Linked DNA regions of Mus musculus: region 1 is linked to region 2. Evidence: chromatin contacts called from public HiChIP or PLAC-seq data. All regions are on one chromosome and are shown on one strand. Each heading gives the region's core, a stretch centred on a gene start, on an enhancer-like site or on the middle of the called end of the contact. The rest is flanking DNA. Distances are from core to core; before and after follow the strand shown. Region 1 overlaps Akap13 (A kinase (PRKA) anchor protein 13). Region 2 holds the start of Akap13 (A kinase (PRKA) anchor protein 13).

The links. HiChIP or PLAC-seq counts read pairs in DNA pulled down with a chosen protein or histone mark.
Region 1: an H3K27ac HiChIP or PLAC-seq map of microglia shows a contact between it and region 2, with 6 times the contacts expected there. The contact joins the enhancer-like site here to the promoter of Akap13 in region 2. A contact is called at or near these places in 5 of 39 promoter capture datasets (the C10 cell line, liver, neural stem cells and 1 more), 2 of 484 Hi-C or Micro-C datasets (CD4 T cells and Sertoli cells), 8 of 115 datasets of contacts at active chromatin or transcription factors (bone marrow-derived macrophages, cardiomyocytes, embryonic limb bud and 5 more) and 1 of 9 other capture datasets (adipose tissue).

Annotation. Positions count from the first base shown.
Region 1 is chr7:75,713,382-75,716,469 of GRCm38.p6, forward strand. All of the region lies in intron 17 of Akap13 (A kinase (PRKA) anchor protein 13), which reads left to right. Among named protein-coding and RNA genes, the nearest start is that of AU020206, 67 kb to the right of the region's middle. Within about 2 kb of position 1,825, at least 53 of the 459 cell types and tissues checked have an H3K27ac peak or open chromatin away from gene starts, as enhancers often do. A contact at or near this core is called in adipose tissue, cardiomyocytes, fibro-adipogenic progenitors and 5 more, where this site is marked.
Region 2 is chr7:75,454,119-75,457,182 of GRCm38.p6, forward strand. Akap13 (A kinase (PRKA) anchor protein 13) reads left to right here and starts at 1,416. Exons shown (of 37, transcript NM_029332.1): 1 at 1,416-1,630.

The DNA.
Region 1 (3,088 bases), core at 575-3,074, 260 kb after region 2:
GTTTCCCCGGAGATCTATCATGGATGATATGACAAAAAAAAATCATTCCCAGGCATGCAAATTTGTTCCATTTTCTTTTGTTAAATGTTCTCATGTAAGAGAAGATAGGGAGGGAGGGAGGGAGGGAGGGAGGGAGGGAGGGAGGGAGGCAGATAAATGGATGGGTGGATGCAAGCTGAGCTATTGGCTTTTAATTTCATAGAAATATGATTAAGGGTCAGCTCTAAGCCTGTGAACCACTGTACTTTGTGACTTTTTGAAGAATTTTGAAATAATGAAATCATCCCACTTACTGCTCTTAGGCACTGTTTTAAATATAAAGAAGGCCAAATCAGCTTTTTCTTTGTTATGAACATTTGATAAATGTTGAAGTTTGTTTTAAAAAAAGAAAGAAAAGGAAAAGGTGTAGCATAGATTTAAGCACAGCCATTGAGAGAAAAGTACTTAGAGGCAAAGGGCAGTCTGCAGCCAAGTGTGGGCTCCAGCTTCTCTGAAGAGCCCTGGCAAGTTTTCTTTCGTCTTCCTAACAACACAGTATGGTTTGTGGCAGTGTACTTAAAAATATACTAGACATGCCTTCGTGTCTTATATTTTTAATTGTCTATTTTAAAACAGATAGTACAGTTGTAAATCCCATGACTTTGGCTGCTGTCTGTGGCGCTAACCATTACTAATTCACTCACACCTAGCACTAAAACCGTTGTCCTATGTGTTGTGTCTAGGACCACTTGGTGACAAATTTAGTGTTTTTCCAGTAGATACTTCAGTGTGGTTAACAGATAGCCATGTGAACTGCTTATCACTACGACTTGTGGCTGTAATCCTGGGCATAATAAAAATTTCAGCTAGGTTGTAGGTTTGATGACAGTTAACTGAAACCGTGAATCTCTGTGAAAAGTTCTACTGGAAGCACATTCAGGATGCTATTTCTACTTTTGTGTCTCATGAAGTAGAATTGTTCTTAAATCTCAAACAGTGGTCTAAGAACATGAGAACTGCCAATGTCTCTTCAAAAGTACCATTCCCCTCACCCCTAAAAAGCAGCACTACTTAACCTTCTGAGGGTTGTTGAATCTAGAAGGAAAGGAGCAGGAGGGAACAGCTTGGAAGCAGTTTTGGTCAGGACTGTTTTTGTTTGTCACATTTACAGATCAGAATTAGTGCCAAGTTCTCAAACCTATATCCTCTCTTATTGCCCGCCCAACAAGCCCTGGATATGATAGAGTCAGAGTAAAACAAAAGAAAGGATGCATTTCGTAACTGTGATACTGAAATTAGCATTTCAGTATAATGGATGGCAAATATGGTAAATTACTATTTTCAAATGATAAGGGAATCTAAGGAGCTTTTGGGGGTAATACAGTTTGATACACTGGTGGTTTTCTAAGTAAGAGCTATTAATACAATATTATACATGGATAATATAATAGCAGTAGGAACTTTTTGGACCTCAACTTAAAATGTAAAAATATAGCTCAGTGATAGAGTGATTGCCTATATTGTATGAGGCACTAGGTTTGACCTCCATCGACACAGTGAAGGAAGGGAGGGAGGAAGGAAGAAAGGGTGTGTAACATTTTGACACAGTACTTCATCCTTCATTTTTAAAGAAATACACCTTTACAGTTAAAATTGAATTTGTTTCCCTATGTCAGTCTTCCTTCTTCCCTCCAAGTAAGCGTTGATGTCATCTGTGGCTCACAGTTCCCTCATATGAACAAAACTGGGTAGTAGTGGTTGGTTTGCTGTTGCTGTGCATCTCACTTTGCAGTTTGCTTTATTCTCCCCAGTGTTCTATTGTAGAGAACGGAAGTACTGAGCACATAGATGTAGATACTGGCATTTAGCTCATCTGTGGTACTGTCTTTCACACATACTTCAAGCTGTTCTGCTGCTTAGGATACGGGGCTATTTCCACTTTGACTCAGACAGAGCCACAAGGGCATCCTTGCGTCCTTGTGTATGGCACTAGTCTCAGTGCTAATTCATAAAAGTGACACACACTGAACCTCACTAGATGTTGTTAAATGACTTTCCAAAGTAATTGCATCGATTTCAGATGATGAGTTTCTACATTGCCATGTCTTCACAGTACTTAAAATGAGGGTGTGGTGCCTTTTGTCCGGTAGACTTGGAAACCAAAGCACAAGGAGAAGGGACTTATTCGGGGCTCATGGTGGTAACCAGAATTAGACTTAAATTAAATTTGGTTTGCCTGCCATGTGTCCTAGTCTCTTTTACATGTCAATAAGTTGACACAGCAACTCTCATATGTAGTCATGAAGATTATGTCAGGGCGTTTGGCTTAGACAAATAGACTGTGGGTCTATATATACATAGATATTTGAATAGACAATCATGATCCATGTACTGCACCAGAGAGTACAAGATCCTCAGAACAGGAGAAAAACCTCACAAAATCCCAGTGCTGTGTGACTGCTAGTGTTCAGAAAGGGATCTGTGAACCAAGCAGATATTGCAGTAACAACTGCTTCAGAAGAAATGGGGAAGGCCTTCAGATCTAGGTATCTGGCAGTCTCCTTCACAGTGGCAAGTTTCTCTTACCCCACAGTCCATAAGTCCAAGCCTTTAAGTCCAAAAGCATCTTGACCTTGTTGGCTAGAACAAGGTCTGTGGTACTCCCTGAAGCAACCGTACCTAGTGAACTGCTGTCTGATTTCCTGAGTGAGCCTTTCCCAGGAGACACACGCCTCTTCAGCTGTCCCCAAAGACAGATCTTTTGCTTGTTTGTGCTTTGCCTCTGGCCTCTTGGCACAGCCTGTTTTTATGACTTCATTGCAGCAGGAAGAGCTGATGACCTTTCGGAGGCCCAGAGTGCATGGTTTTTACATCAGTGGCCCTTGTAGGCCACGGGAATAGAAAACTAAAAATACTTTGAGATGAAATGTGTCATTGGTAAATTTGAATCTGGTTTGTCTCAGGAACTCTCCCATGTTCTCCTGAGTCAGGCTTCTCAGGGGTGTTTTGGGAGATTTGTAGTTAACCTTTCTTACATGGCTTCTCACTCAGGGAGTTGGGTACAAAAGCTCGGGATATTTGAGACCTCAGGATATTTCTTTTATCTTTT
Region 2 (3,064 bases), core at 166-2,665:
AAGTTGGATGAGTAGGGAGGTGGGGAGGATCTGAGAGGAACTGGAGAGTGGGAAAACAAGATCAAAACATGTTATATGAAGCATCTTTTCAATTAAAATAATTTTAAAAAGGGAAAGTGACATTTAACAACAGAAAATGCCTGGTACAATCACCAGGCACTGATAATACTTTCTGTTAAATATTTTCATGATGGTAGTGACCTTGTCTGGATTAAAACTTCCCAAATGACAGTGACTTCCATTCTTGCAGTTTTTGGCAGGTCCATATCTTGTATTACTATTTTTTTTAAACTGACTTTGAAATTATATGAAGTTAATCTTTTCATATAATTCTTTGAACATTTTCTTCATTCATATAATATACTTTGGCCACATTCTCCCAACCCATCCCTCTCAACTTCTTATTCTCCTTCTGCTCTTTAAAAAAACTTATGATCCACTGTGTTCAACTTGTACTGTCCATAGCTGTGTGGGTGCTGGGTCATCTACTGGGAGATGGTTGGCCAGAGGGAGTCCAATACTTAAAGGAAACTGTCCCCCAATGGGGTATTTATCTTAGGGGTACAGCCACATAATATTTTCATATTAATATGTTTTGATCACCTAAATAAAAATGCAAGGCCAGTACTCGCAGAGATTCCATTCTGTTCCTTCCCAGTCAATACCCTTCTCCTCCTAGGAAACTACCTTTCTTACTTCGACCACAATAAATATTAAACTGCACAGAAAACCTCACATTTCTTGCGTAATATTCATAATCCCCGGCTCCCCCCCCCCCCAACTTTCTATTGACCGAAAAAATAACATGTCAAAATAGTTTGGCATTATAGGCATGTTTTCCCTTAATAACACATTACAATATGTAACTATCAAAAAGAAGTTTCTTTTTGTACCAATTAATGTAGTATCTTGGGTCACCATTGGAACATGTCCATACTTGGTTTCTCCGAAGCAACTAGATGGTTTCTGAAGTCCATAGCAACTCAAAGGCAATGATTTTGTGGTGATCGAATAGCTCAAAGTCACTGTGACAATCTTCACCCATCCAACATACTTGAGTACTTTGTGCCGCTCCACCTTGGACTCTTAAGAAGACTCTATTGAGTCTTAGCGTCAACGTGTGGTAAGTGCTCCGACTTAGGTAAGCACCAGGCGCACAGAGGAAGGGTGGCTTCCGGTGATGGGGCGGATAGGAGAAGGTGGGTGGGCATTTCCCCAGCAGCTGCTGCCAGCCACCCGACTTTGATCACTTTGCCGCCTGGCAGCAGTGGCGGTCAACCTCATCGTTCCTTAGCAACCAGAGCCAACTGCCAAGAAGCCTTCCTATTGGGCTCACAGAACATGATGGGTAGTCTAATTGTCCAATAGAAACTTTTAGGCTTGGCTCGTTGCACCGCCCACCCCGGGCCGCAGGCGGCGCATGCGCGGGTGGGCAGGTCTGTGTGCAGGGCGGTCGCAGAGCCGGAGCTGCTGCTGCTAAGCTCTTGGGCTCGGTTGAGACCGCCGTGCTTGCTCCTTGCTCCAGCCGTCACCGCCGCCGCCGAGGGAGCGGCCGCCTATTGTCCTTCTCCGCGGCCAAGGCGCGGAGCTGCTCCGGCTCGGCCCGCGGGGGAGCCCGGGGAGCCGCACGGTGAGAGCGCAACTTAGTTGAGGGAGTTGAGGGAAGTTTGGGCGTCTGAGGAGGGGGCGCGCGCGCAGCCGCCCCTCCCCCTCGGCTGCTCTCGGCCGCGCGCGCGAGCTGCGGGACGCGGGGACGCGCGGGCGCGACGCGGGTGGCGGACCCTTCTTAGCATCGGCAGCCAGGGGTGGATAGCGCGGCCGCCGATCCCGGCCTCCTCGGACCCACGTTCCTCTGCTGCCCGCTTCTGTGGCGCCGGCTGCGGCTCTCCTCTGAGGGACGGCTGCTCGGTGGGGCGCGCCGCTCGAACAGAGAGTGCGGCTCCGGGAACGAGCAGCTCCCCGGGGCAGTCAAGCCGGGTAAACACTGCGCGCCCCGGCCACCTTTGGGGGCTTTCTCCCGAGATGGGGAGGGGGGCGCGGTGGGCGCCCCGGGAACGGTGGCGCATTCGACTCCTCTGCCCCTCGAGCTCTAGTGCAAGCACTTTGAGAACTAGCGAATCACTGCTTTTCGTAAATAGGCTCGCTGACACTTAACTGGGGTGCGAGACGCACCCTCAGTTTATTTCTCGCTAAGAAAGTGTCTGTCTTTCGGCTGAAAATATTGGCTAACTCTAAGTGTCTAGACTCTACTGTGAACTCAGGAGTTCACAATGAAAATGGATTGAGCAATCTCTGAGTGTTTCAGTCTTTGCTTTTCCCCTTCATAATGAAGTTATTTTGAGAGTTCATTGCGTTGAGCAGATTTACAAAGTGATGTGCCTTTTTGTCTGTCTGTCTGTCTGTCTGTTTTTTGTTACTACCCTCATGATTTCCCGAAGTCACTTACTCATTTAAACCCCCACCCCCCAAACTTTTGGATTGCCCGGGTCAGGAGGAGCGCTCCAGTTCTTGAACGTGCATTCATTGTCTGTAAAGAAGTTCCTATCAGTCGAGATGACTCTGAGATAAACCAGTGTGTCACTTTGTACACCATCATCTCTTGGGAATCATTCCGCTGCATTTCGTTGACTAGACTTGCGCTGTAATGGTAATTCAGTTTTAGCTCCCAAGAGAGAACCCTATCATTCATACTGAAACACAATGCCTCCCCCCCACCCCCCTCCCCCCGTCACTTCATGTTAATTTTAGTTGTATTTCTTTGACATTTGTTAAACTTAAATTTTTCTTTGAAGGCTACTGCTCATGGCATTTTGCTTTTTTTTTCTATGTGAATAACATGGACAAGTGGTGTGTGGGGTTTTCTGTTTTGTTTTTGGCTTTTCTTTGTATGAAACCCAGCTTCGTTTACCTGATGAAACCAAGGAAAAATATTCTGAAGGCACAGGGATTCAGGACTCACAGTCTTTGTGCTTAATTTTCCTTTCTGGGGTGGGTGTGGTGAGCAAAGGAGGTGGACAGAAGTTGGGAGTTATTGGTTAGTTACATAATATAAACAAATACTGCA